3 separate regions of the Gossypium hirsutum genome follow, and regions 1 and 2 are each linked to region 3. A link is a contact called in public Hi-C data. All regions are on one chromosome and are shown on one strand. Each heading gives the region's core, a stretch centred on a gene start, on an enhancer-like site or on the middle of the called end of the contact. The rest is flanking DNA. Distances are from core to core; before and after follow the strand shown.

Region 1 (3,953 bases), core at 497-2,996, 180 kb before region 3:
TACACCCCATTGTTTTCCCCTTATACCTTTCACTTGCACAAAAATTCCTTTTACATCTTCAGATCTCTCATATTTTTTTTCTTTTTTGGGTGTGTTGGAATTGAGAAACGTAAAAATGGCGGATCTTAACAAGCTCTCTCTCTCCTCTATGCTCTGTTTTGGAACATTATTTTTAGTTAACAGATTTCAGCATTTAAAGCTTTCCATTTTTCTGTCTAACAATAACTGTTAATTTTATTATAGTTATTAACAAATTCATAATAATTTCTAGTTTTTAAATTTTAAAAAAATTAAAGAATTATTTTGTTTCGAACAGTAATTATTTAGAGTGAATTGCATTAACCTCTCTAAAGTCTAAATTATGATTTTTATTCTACAGTGATTATCAATTTTTAAAATATTCTAATTATATCTTTAAAGTATCCGCCTTATATCAATAAGGTAGTTCTTATATTGAAATTATTAATTTTATATTCAAACATTAAATCTTACGTGACATAAATTAATATGAAAATTTTAAAGAAAAAAAAATGTTGTAAAAATCTCGACTTTGATGTTTTCATAATTTTTATAGAAATTATTGTTCACTTTCTTTCTTTCTTTCTATTTTACTTTATTTTTACCTTTTAATTTTTAAAAGTCATGAGAAAACATTTTATTCTTTTTATTTAAATTTTTATTTTAAATTATGTCACGTAAAATTTAATATGTCATTTAATGGTAAATTAACATTTTCAATAATGAAAAGGTCTAGTTGATTTAACATCAATAATTTGAAAGTGTAATTAGAATGTTTTAAAATTTGGGAACCAATTTAAAAAATGACCATAATTTAAGGGTGTTTAGTACAAACTAACTCTTCTATTTATTTTAAAGATTTTTTATAGTTAACTGTCATTGTATAGATTTATATAGGGGCAATATAGATAAACTATATAGGGGTCCGGTTCTAAATAAAAATTAAAGGGAAGTTATAAAAATAAATTAGTTAATAAGTTTAAAATGTATAAAATCACTTGGATGTGAGAAGATAGGAGGTAAATTTCATTATCGAACCACTCAATAATAAAGAAAGTAGAGACATAGGCGTAGAAGTTATGAGATGTAAAAACAAACTTTTTAAAAGTGAAAAGTTAAAAGTAAATTTAAGGAATATTTTCATATGTGTATTTTGTTTTGTAAAATACATACATTAATTTATATTCTCAATCTAAAAATGCACATACAATTTTATCTATAATGTTTTTTTACCAAATCCTATAATTTATTCTTTTTACATTGTATATGTTCCAATATTTTTAATTACAAATAAATTTATCTAAAATATTAATAAATAATAATTTAGGTATATCAAACCAATCTAATTAAAAAAAAAAAAAACTTTTCTTTAAGCTCCTTCAAACCATACCTGTCAAACTTTACCGGGTGAATTGATAAGGCATCTGTGTAATGGAATAAAAGAAGAAGAAGCATCTCTTACAGTGGGTCCATGTTTGTACGATTATGTATCCCAAGAGTAATTGAATTTTCTTTTTTTATGATTTTAAGTTAAAATAGCCTTCACAAAATTATATTAAAAATTCTAAAACAATATAGACATAATAATTCAATTATTAAAAAATGTATTTAAAATTAAAATTAAATTCAAACTAGAAAAACATCATGTGAAGTTGTCACAAATAATAAAATAAAAATTATATAACCTTAAAATCATTACTTATGACAGTCTTACCCTTCAAATTATAAGCTGAGCCTTTGAACTTAATTATTTTTTATTATGTACCAACCAAAAACAAATTTTCGTTAAACCAACCTATTTCGAAACTCTCTCTAATCCACTCTATGTTATTGTCTGAACTCTAGAAGGTGGCTAAGCAAGCAGCCTTTAGTTTGTTGCCAATGACATCCCACCAACTCAGTAGTCACAAGAATCTCTAACTCTTCTTCCGCCTTTACATAAAAAAATCCCAGTAACAGTAGTCCATATTTTTCTTGGTCTTTAAAGTTTGACCTCGAAGTCCTAACACTAAAGGTATGATCTTCAAACTATGGTTCCCGGAACATAGTTTACAGTCACCACAAATTGTTTTCATGCTCATCTTGGTTTCCCTTTAGCTTCTGGGTTCTTGTTATTTGTCGAGTTTCAATTCTGGGTATTTTGGATTTGTGTTTATTTTGTTGTTTGTTGTTGAATTTGATGGTTTTGAGTCTCCTTAGGAGCTCGAAAGTTCAAGCTTTTATGGTTTGTTCGTTGTCTTTTCGACCTTGAAATTTAATTCAGACTGGTTTCTATGTGTTCAATCAAGAGCATCAAAAAGGAACTAGTTTTATAAATCTGGGATAATTGCTTAGCTTCCTTCAGAGGGGACATGGAAAAGCATAAAAGAAAGAGGAACTAGTGTTTATAAATCTGGTGAAGGGTGTAAAGGTAAACATTTTTCTGGTTAGAAAAAAAAAAAAGACCATTTACGTATTATGAATGGGGGGAACACTGAAAGATAATGATGGTTTGATTTCTCTTCACTGATTTAAATGTTGTGATTACATGAGCTGCTGACTGCTGTATAATTTGGCACCTGGATTCGATGTTAAGCTCCTTAATTTTCACTATTCTATAACTGGTTCATGGGCATTTCAATTTGTTCATGATCTGAACTTGTGTCTTCTTCATATTTTTGTTAGTCCTGTTAGATTATTATTACTTTGTAATTCCTAAAAGTTATTGAACTGCTGAATTTCCAGCGACATGCTTACCTTGCCTTTTAACTTTGGCGAGTTATGGACTTTCCTCCCTTTGTGTGTTGGAAATCATGATCCCACATCAAAAACTCCATGATTTTATTGCGATGTCATCTCTCTTGAAAATGTAAATATCTGACTGTTGCATCTTTCAGTGCAGCTGTATAAAGGAGAAGCTTCAAATCTCTTAATGGCTCAAGATACCTCTTCTGTTGCTGAATCACCTCGACGGCGCTCTGGTCTTCTGCGAGACCAGGTGCAGTTGATTAAAAGAAAAGACTGTGATCGCTATGAGATCGTTCCAATCGAAGATAAACTTTCCTTCGAGAAAGGTTTTTTCATTGTAATTCGTGCATGCCAATTATTGGCTCAAAAGAATGATGGATTGATTTTAGTTGGAGTAGCTGGGCCATCTGGAGCTGGAAAGACTGTGTTCACAGAGAAGGTGCTCAACTTTATGCCCAGTATAGCTGTCATAACCATGGACAACTACAATGATGCTAGCCGTATCATTGACGGAAACTTTGATGGTAAGAATTAGAGTCCTTAACATTTTTAAAACTTTCATGTAAGGTGATCCCATTTTTGATTAAGGTGCTTTGTTTTTATGTATGGGAACAATGGATGCCTCCCAATATTGCTTGCTGACTTTGGTGGTTGACAATTAGCAGCACAGTATGCTTTTGAAAGTTTCTATGTTAAGAGCTGCTGTTTTATCTGCTAATGCTGTTGCATTTCAGATTGAAATAAAATTTAGGAGGCAAAATTGATGGGAGATAATTATTTCTAATTATATAAAACGGAATACAAAATGTGCAGTAAAAGCAATATGTGCTTAAGCTCATTTTTGTTAGCAATAGCATTCTATAATTTGATTCAGGATATCTTTAAGCAAAAAAATAATTATAATTAATGGGAATTTTCATTAGTTATAGCTACTTAAAACATAACTTGTAGAATCCTTTCCAATGCAATGGTATATTTAGTTCTAAATATTGGGTAGTTGGAAAGCACAAGGCAAATATGGCCTTAAGATTACTTCATTTGAAATCAAGATGTTAAAATAGATGCTTGGTCATATAGAGGGGAAAATGGATTAAGAAGCATATGTTGAGATAGATGGGCAGCCAAATAAGAAATGGACGATCTTTAGAAAGTAAAACTGTAACAGTTAAGGATGAACCGATAAAATGACCACTGGGTGGATTGGTCAT
Region 2 (4,106 bases), core at 1,444-3,943, 150 kb after region 3:
GGCTCTCGAGCTTGTATCGACAATGATTAAGCAAAGGTGCCCTTAATAGCTAAGATTGAGAAGAGGACTGTTGCTGATTTCGTAAATACACTTGTGTTAAGCGTTAACAAAATCTGTTTAGATTTTGCCTTCATTTTCAAAGATTGTTTAACAGCAAGTATTAATCCTTTCCAACATAAAGCCACTTTCAATTGTTTTAAATTAGATCCCATTGTTTGAGGCACAATTCTAGGATTAGCTTTGATTAAAGAAAGGAAAGTTGAACCTCCCACAGCCCCACAAAACAGTCCCGACCACTATTTCATGCTCGTGAACTGCTCGCTCTCACGATTTGTCATCATCAGGTGAAGCTAAACTGTTGATGTCAATTTTGTCACCGCATTTTGTATGTAAGACTTTGAAAAAGTCCAACCAACCATGAATATTTGTTCCGTTTGGTAAAAGTATCACAAAACCGTTGTACTATCCCTAACATTGCATTTTAACACTTCTACTGAAAAAAAGGGAAAATTAGTCAGTTCCTCCATTATAATTGTGCTGTTAAAAGTTTGTTTTGGTGTTTTATATATAAGGTATAATTTAGTCCTCAACTTTTAAACCTTTATTCAATTTGTCCCCTATTTTTTTATTGAAAGTAAATTAGAAACTTTTAAAACTAATAAAGCTAAATGATCAAAGCCTTAGTAACAAAAATTTTAAAAAAATTCAATTAAATGCTTTTAAATTTTAAAAATTTATTAAAAAATCATAATAAAATGGTTATAAAAAATTCAAATTTTTATCAAAAAATATTAATCTCCACCCATTAAAATTGAAATTTTTAAAGAAAAAATTGGGATTAGATTTTGGAAATCTTATAACCATTTAGACCAAAAATAAATAAGGATCCTTCAAAAACAAAGTCCTATTAACTTCAATAATTTCTCCAACATTTGCAGGTAACTCAATAAAAGAGAACGAAATAAGTTCTAAGACCCAATCTTGCCAGACCATGAGCAGTTGCATTTGTATCTCGATGAACAAGAGTAAAATTGATTTTTTGGTGTTGGTTCATGAACAAAATTTAGAACAACAAACAGAAATTAATGTTTCAACGTTGCAAGAAAAGGGAGAGTTTATCGTCTATAAGTATATTCACATATCTCCACCTTCGTTGATTTCTTTATGAACAGAGTATTTCACAATTGCATCCACTTATTGAAGCTTTCGCCGTAATTAATAATTTTTATTTTACGATTGCATTGTATTGTATGACAAACGCATGAAAAAGAAAAACAAAAATTCAAGCGATTTCAGGAAAAGCTAGTTGGTTGAGATTGATGTTGAAAAGCGGACGCGGCTTGATATAGTGATCGCTCATATCAACGATGGAGGACGAGTGGGCTTGATCTTGCTGGTCTTTAATTCGAATGGTCGAATAAGGGGAAAGGGTTGTGGTGATGAACATGAAAAAGCTTTGGGTGTACATGCAATCGATAGCATGGTAGCAGCTCTATCCCTAGAGTTGGTGTTGCTGGTTCGAGGTCTTTATTAATGAAGACCCAAAAATAGGGAAAAGTCACGAGAGTTTGGGTTGATATTTCCTGATATTATCGTCCATGTTTTTATTATTTCTTTATAAATTCTAATATTTTTTTTGTAAATTTGCTTTAAGAGTAGGATATAAAAATCGAAGACTAAATTTATTGTTATACCTTACATATAAATATTAAAGGATAATTTACTCATTTTCTTAATAAATAAGTTAAAATGTAATCTAAAATACGGTACAGGGAGTTTTATGGTACTTTTACCGTAACTTTTCTAATTTTGCTTTTTCATTTTAATGGATTTATAATATATATTCTTAAATTTCTTAACCCACTTTTATAACCAAAAAAGATGCCCAGTTTCATCCTATATTTATCCCACAAATTAATATTTAAAATTTTATTTATACATACATAATAAAGATTATATTTTTAAAATAAATATTTGAGAAAACAAATAATTTATTTTATAGCTTTGTTTTATTTAAAATAATGTTGCGGGGTTTGATAAATTGAAATTTTAAATGTTAAAAAATTAAGTACTAAAATTTATAAGTGTTGAATTTATATTAAAAGATTATTTGGTAAATTAATAAATATAAGTACGGAATATAATTATGTTGTTTGATAAAAATAAATATTGATTCTAAAATATTGTTTATTTATTAATTTTAATTTTATTAATATATTATTTTGTATAATTTTAAATAAAAGATAGACATGATAATTTGTATAATTTTAATTTTATTAATATCTCATTTTAAAAACAGAAGATAATTTATTTTAATTATTTAATAAGATAAAATTGAATTAATTTATCTTAAACATTTTGAATATAAGTAAAAAATTATGAAATGAGGATTAACTAACTTAATGTACTGCTTTACCATGATGTTAATCAACACTTAAACCAACCTTAACTAAACCAAACGTTGACCAAAAGGAGAAACAGATAAACCGAACGATATTCATCGATTACCGTCACTCAGATTCCGAAACAAAATTCACTTTGCCCCTAAAAAAAGCCATGCATGGCAGCTGACGACTTTACCCTTAACGGCTGAATACAACTTTATTCTTCTTCATACTTCTTTTAGTTTTCTTCTTCTTCTTCTTCCTTCGGCTTCCATTTTCATTGTTTCTTCTCTTTTATGCAAACCATGAACCCCTCCTCCTTTCCCAAGCTACCGATCCTTCTTAAACCTTTCCTTTCTTTCTCTCTTTCTTTCCCTCTTCTTCCTAGCCTTTTTAGCCTCCCACTCCTACTCCCCTCTCCTCCGCCTCAGAACCGCCCTTCAGACCCACACTATCCCACCTTCCAGAGCCGGAAACGGCGGCGCTAGCCTCCGTATACGGCCGGGTTACTCTTCCTACAACGCTTACATCGAGCGTCAGCTCAACAAAACCCTTAACCCGAAACTCCGAAAGATATGGACGACACGCGATTGGGACAGGAAAATCCGGGTCTTCGCCCGTTTTTTCCAAAGCTTGAAGCAAAGAAACCTCATTTTCAACTATTCCAAGGCGTTGTCTATCGGAGCTAGAGTTGGGCAAGAGGTGGCGGCGATGAAGCTGGTCGGAGTGTCGGACTCGGTCGGCATAGATTTGGTGCCGTGCCCTCCGCTTGTAATGAAAGGGGATTTCCATGCACAGCCATTCGAGAACCAGACCTTTGACTTCGAGTTCGAGTTCTCCAACGTGTTCGATCACGCGCTGTACCCGTGGAAGTTTGTTGGGGAGATCGAAAGGACGTTGAAGCACGGCGGGGTTTGTGTTCTGCACGTGGCGGTGCTGCGGCGGGCGGATAAGTACTCGGCCAATGATTTGTATAGCGTTCAACCATTGGTGGAGTTGTTTAAGGAATCGGAGCTTTTGGAGGTGAGCAAAGTTGATGCATTTGGTCTCGATACTGAGGTTGTTTTTCGGAAGAAGAAGAAGAAGATTGAGAATTCTTAGTTGATTTCTATTGTTTCATCTTAATTTTTCCAAATTTTTTTTCTTTCAATCCATTAGTTTTATTGTTTTTAATCAAACGGTTACATATTGTTGAGACTTGAGACTTAATTGATCAATCGTTTTTCCATGCAAATTTTACTTTTAATTAATCAATATAGTAATTATATTTTTAAAACAACATTAATTCTTGAATATAATTATGATATAAATCATTAAATCTATATAGGGAAAGCTAACAATTTTTTTTAAGAATAAAAAATATAATTTTACAATGATATTAATTTTAAATTTTATATAGATTTTAGGAGTTTATGATAGCTACAAAATAAAATAAAATCAATATAATTCATAAGAATCGAAATATAATCTCATAAAACATAAAAACTATACATAATTGAGATTGGATAATAACACATAATTGAGACTTGAACTTAAATAAATGTCAAATCCCTCTAGCATTTTCTTAAAAAATAGTATAAACCAACCCTCCAAAATAAAACTCAAGACGTAAATGGCAGTCGCTTGTTGGAGGGGTTTGGTTTATGTTTATGTTTATAGTGGTTGCTTTTGTAAAGGGGACAAATTGGCAAAGAGACGAGCAAAAAAGGTTGAAAAAGGAAA
Region 3 (4,082 bases), core at 943-3,442:
TCCAGCTCTGATTCAGAAGAACATTCGCATTCCGAGCACTTTTTGTTATGTTAGTAATAAAACTGATTGTTCAAAACTATCATCCAAAGCATTCCAAAGCATTCATAGTCTCAAGTTCATTCTTTTGAGAGAATTATTGCATAAAGATTGAAAATGACTCATACTGCCCTTAAAAGATCAAAAGCAAACATTATAATAATAGCTGTATCCATAAATTGGGTCCAAATGCTTCGCCTAAAAAGATGCTTCAGCATTTTAAGGTCTAAATAACATAAAACATTTTCAGCTGAGATCAAATTAAAAGGAAAAGTAATCCATTAAATGAAACAAAATCAATACTAAAGTGCAAACACTCTCTCCTCTGTCACTTAAAAGAAAAAAAAAATCACCTCAATCCCTTCTGGCATGTAACGATAAGCTCTGCATCTTTTGGGAATTTCTCCTCAACTTTTGACAAGAACTGACTGTCAAAGAAAGCAGTTAAAGAATAAGTACAAAATTTATTTTATATACATGAAATGTGAGAGTGGCCATGGACAAGCACATATGTGTGCAGAGCCACATACGCAAAATAGAGAAGCAAAGGCAACTTATAACGCACCTGTCATAAGACAATGTAGGCACCCCACTCCACCAACCCCCTATAGAAAACATAAAACAGTTTTAATATATGTCCTGAAAGCGGACCAAATTGGTTTTATCAAGTAATCCTACATTAGGTAAACCATTAATATGATCTTCCTAGAAGTCGGATGATGGAAAAGAATCAAGAGATACCCATCACAAAATTGGTGGCTTTTCTGGAAAGGGTTCCAACGTCAAATTTATTATCAACTTCAAAGATCGGTACCCAGGTGGAGCCCTTAACCCATGCCTTCAAAACAGTGTAAGAAAACATGAATATGTTCCAATCACAAATAAAGTGACACCAACCTTGGAGATACCACGCAACATACAATTCCCTAAATAAGAAAGGGATGAAATGAAAAAAACAAGAATTTGTTGTTTTTAGATACCAATTACTTACCACTTTCCCAACAATAATCAATACCTTAAAGAAATATGCCTATGTAATGCTTTAAACATGGTATTTCAAAAGAAACACGGATTGAAAACAAAACCATAATTTATGATACAATGAATAATAAGACTAGAGTAGCTTCAATCTAGAAGACAAGGGAGCTAAGAGACTAGTTGTAACAATCATGTTTGCGAGATTAAAGTTAAAAGAGAAGTGATTAATTACTTTCTCGCGCTCACTAGACGGGCGAACATCGAGTAGAGGCTTGTTTGAAAGTTGAATTGCATAACCTGCCTCTCTAGGTGTAAGAATCTTTACTTTTCCTTCCCTAATCTGTAAACACAATGCAGCTAAAACTTACTGCTAATAAAGCAAGAAGCCCCCATATTAAAGCTCAATTTACTAGATTTAGCATTGTCATGAGAATCATCCTCATTAGACATGTACAAGGAGGGGGGGTACTTTATCAAATATGGTAGTGAGGATTCAAGGAAAAAAAATCAGATAAAAGAAAAAAGAAACGAAAACTTAAAGCTGAGGAATAAAGAAAATATACCATAGCATCCCATCTTTTCTTCGCAGCAGCCATATCTCTCATTTGTTTCAACTCAAAATCTTCTTCACCAGCTTGCATTCGAATAACCCCACATTGCTAAATTCACAAGAAAACAATAATTTAAAAAAAAAACAACAAAAGAAACCAAAGGAGAAAACAATAAAACAAATTTGAATGAACCCAAAACCCATTAATTTGATTGGCTGGAAGAGAAGCATACAAAACGATGCAGAGTGACACTTGGATGTTTGAAGGTTGACATACTTGGAGTTGGAATTGAAGAGTTCAAAAAAGGAGCTTTCTGGCTATGAAGGCGCGAAATGGTTAAAGAACTGAGAGAAGGAAAAGCCAAAGAAGCCATTGTTATGGTTGTTTCGAGATTTTTCTGTCTAAAAAAAAAAGGTCAATTTATCAGTTGAATTTTTGCTTCATCCTTTCTGGGTTGGGTTCCTGGAGGATCATTATCCGAAAATCCAACTATCCAATTCTTAACGCCTTCATGCACGCCATTAACGACGTCGTTTTTTTTGATTACTTATTTCTCCCTCAAATTTATAAAAAAAAAATTATTATAATCATTCATTTAATTTTTTTAATACTTGAACTTGACAAATCTATATATATATAAACATTTTAAAAGATATGAAAAAGTTATAAAGATTATAAAACCAAAAATAAATTATGGAAAATTTTTGTTATTTGAAAAGTTTGGATTTGATTTTAATGGCAGCTTAGAATATATTGATGATCAGGTAATTATATAGGTGTCTAGTAAGTATTCTAAAAAACAATAAAATTATGGCTTGGTAACTAAAGATAAATGGTAAGTAATAATTTTGATTAAAGAGAAGTGATGCGAGAGAAGTTAATAAGGATTGATTGATGTATGATGGAGGATAGAGTATGAGAAAAAATAAAAAATAAGTAATCATTTTTTAGTTAATATTTGGTACATTAGTAGTATAATTTTCTTATTCCATAAATAATCTCAAGTAGGTTTAAGGGATTGACAAGTATCTCATAGGATATAGTAAAATATTAAAAATATATATATATACATGTTAATTTTTTAACTCATGGAATAAAAATGTTCATTGTCAATATACTAAATATTCACCCTTTTATTATATTTTATAAGACACTTATGAAGTCCTTAATCTTCATTGTACAAACTAAAAACTCTACTGGACTCCATCATCGACATTTTTCTACATCAAATATCATGTTGAGCCTTTATATTATTAAAAATTTTCTATGTCACATATTATGATAACACTTGACGATACGTTAATATTTTAATAGAAAAAGAAAAAACAATATTTCAATAGCTCAAATGATTATATTTTTTTACGAAATACTCAATTAATTCTTTTAATTATTTTTGAAAGATTTTTTTTAGTATTTAAGCCTAATCTAAACTAAATGATTTTAATTAAAATGAATAAATGTAAAAAACAGAAAAAGAAAAAATAACTGCAGTAACTGAAAATAACCGTGGGTAAAGCGGTTATAAGACAAAGATATGAAAGCAGTTGAAAGTGGAATAAAGGTTGAAGTGGATTACGGGTGTCAAATTTTAAAAGAAAAAGTAAGACTGAATGGAAATATCTCAAGAGTCATCAAAAGGAAACTTCCAAGAACCAACCAACCAACCAACCAAGCCGACCCAACCCATCTTCTTCGCCGCTATTTCTTTACTTTTACCGCTTACAACGCATGGTCTTCTCCCTCCACTCACTTCTCTTTCTTTTCTCTTTACTCACCCAATTCTTCACTCTTTTGCTTAAAAGGTGAACAAATAATTAACCCTGTTCCTTACTTTTTTTTAAATATATTTTTAGTTTACAACTTTTGTTCCTCACTTTGAATCTGGGTTTCTTTTCTTTTGTTTTGGTGAATTTTGTTCAATGGATGTAGAGTTTGGAACATTTGAAGGTTTTTATTTGCTTCCTGTGTTTTCGGCTACGATTGTTTATACATCTGAGATCTTGTTTTAAACGTAGTTAGATTCTTAATGCAATTCATCCCACCCCCTTTCTTTTGGGTCTGGATTATAACAAGATTTATGTTTGTGTAAAGTGTGTCTGTTCAGTTTGGGTTCTTTATGAGTATGCTTCCTTATAATGTCGAAATTATAAGCTTGAAAATCTCATGGAGGTATGATAAGGAATCTTCGGTGTGGCTTAACATCTGGTGTTAATAGTGTAGCAGCATTTCTGATTGTTGCATTTTGAAGCAATAAGTATGTGATTGCTTCTATAATGTTAAAAGCGTTGACCTTTCTATTAATTAACTTAAGTTTATCCGGATAAATGCATTACTGAATCCCAAAGAAAACGGGGCAAATTAATGGCATATAATTTGATAACCTTGCAGATAGATGATGGAGATGGGATAGGCGTTAAGTGACACTGCATTTGCCTCAGAATTGAAACTTGATAGGTTTTTCTTTTCCTGCTATTTTCATTGTTGATTACTTGCTACTTCTGATCACAACTTGGTATG

The links. Hi-C and Micro-C count contacts between places; a contact is called where the count stands out from the background.
Region 1: a Hi-C map of leaf shows a contact between it and region 3, with 2.7 times the contacts expected there. The contact joins the promoter of LOC107951196 here to the promoter of LOC121211049 in region 3. A contact is called at or near these places in 11 of 34 Hi-C or Micro-C datasets (callus, hypocotyl, leaf and 1 more).
Region 2: a contact with region 3 is called in a Hi-C map of leaf, with 3 times the contacts expected there. The contact joins the promoter of LOC121211057 here to the promoter of LOC121211049 in region 3. A contact is called at or near these places in 2 of 34 Hi-C or Micro-C datasets (both in leaf).

The regions. Positions count from the first base shown.
Region 1 is chrA12:99,248,079-99,252,031 of Gossypium_hirsutum_v2.1, forward strand. It overlaps LOC107951196 (inorganic pyrophosphatase TTM1), which reads left to right and starts at 1,747. Exons shown (of 12, transcript XM_016886141.2): 1 at 1,747-2,032; 2 at 2,900-3,269. The coding sequence starts at 2,930. LOC107951198 (serine/threonine-protein kinase 16) reads right to left here and starts at 208. Exons shown (of 7, transcript XR_005906433.1): 1 at 1-208.
Region 2 is chrA12:99,576,759-99,580,864 of Gossypium_hirsutum_v2.1, forward strand. It overlaps LOC121211057, which reads left to right and starts at 2,694. Exons shown (of 1, transcript XM_041083263.1): 1 at 2,694-3,581. The coding sequence starts at 2,694. The coding sequence ends at 3,485. It overlaps LOC107946594 (tetratricopeptide repeat protein 37), which reads left to right. Exons shown (of 11, transcript XM_041083262.1): 11 at 1-86.
Region 3 is chrA12:99,430,618-99,434,699 of Gossypium_hirsutum_v2.1, forward strand. It overlaps LOC121211049 (rhodanese-like domain-containing protein 11, chloroplastic), which reads right to left and starts at 2,193. Exons shown (of 10, transcript XM_041083253.1): 1 at 1,798-2,193; 2 at 1,578-1,673; 3 at 1,247-1,354; 4 at 778-874; 5 at 602-641; 6 at 390-464. The coding sequence starts at 1,938. LOC107946581 (E3 ubiquitin-protein ligase RGLG2) reads left to right here and starts at 3,118. Exons shown (of 13, transcript XM_016880978.2): 1 at 3,118-3,367; 2 at 3,954-4,019.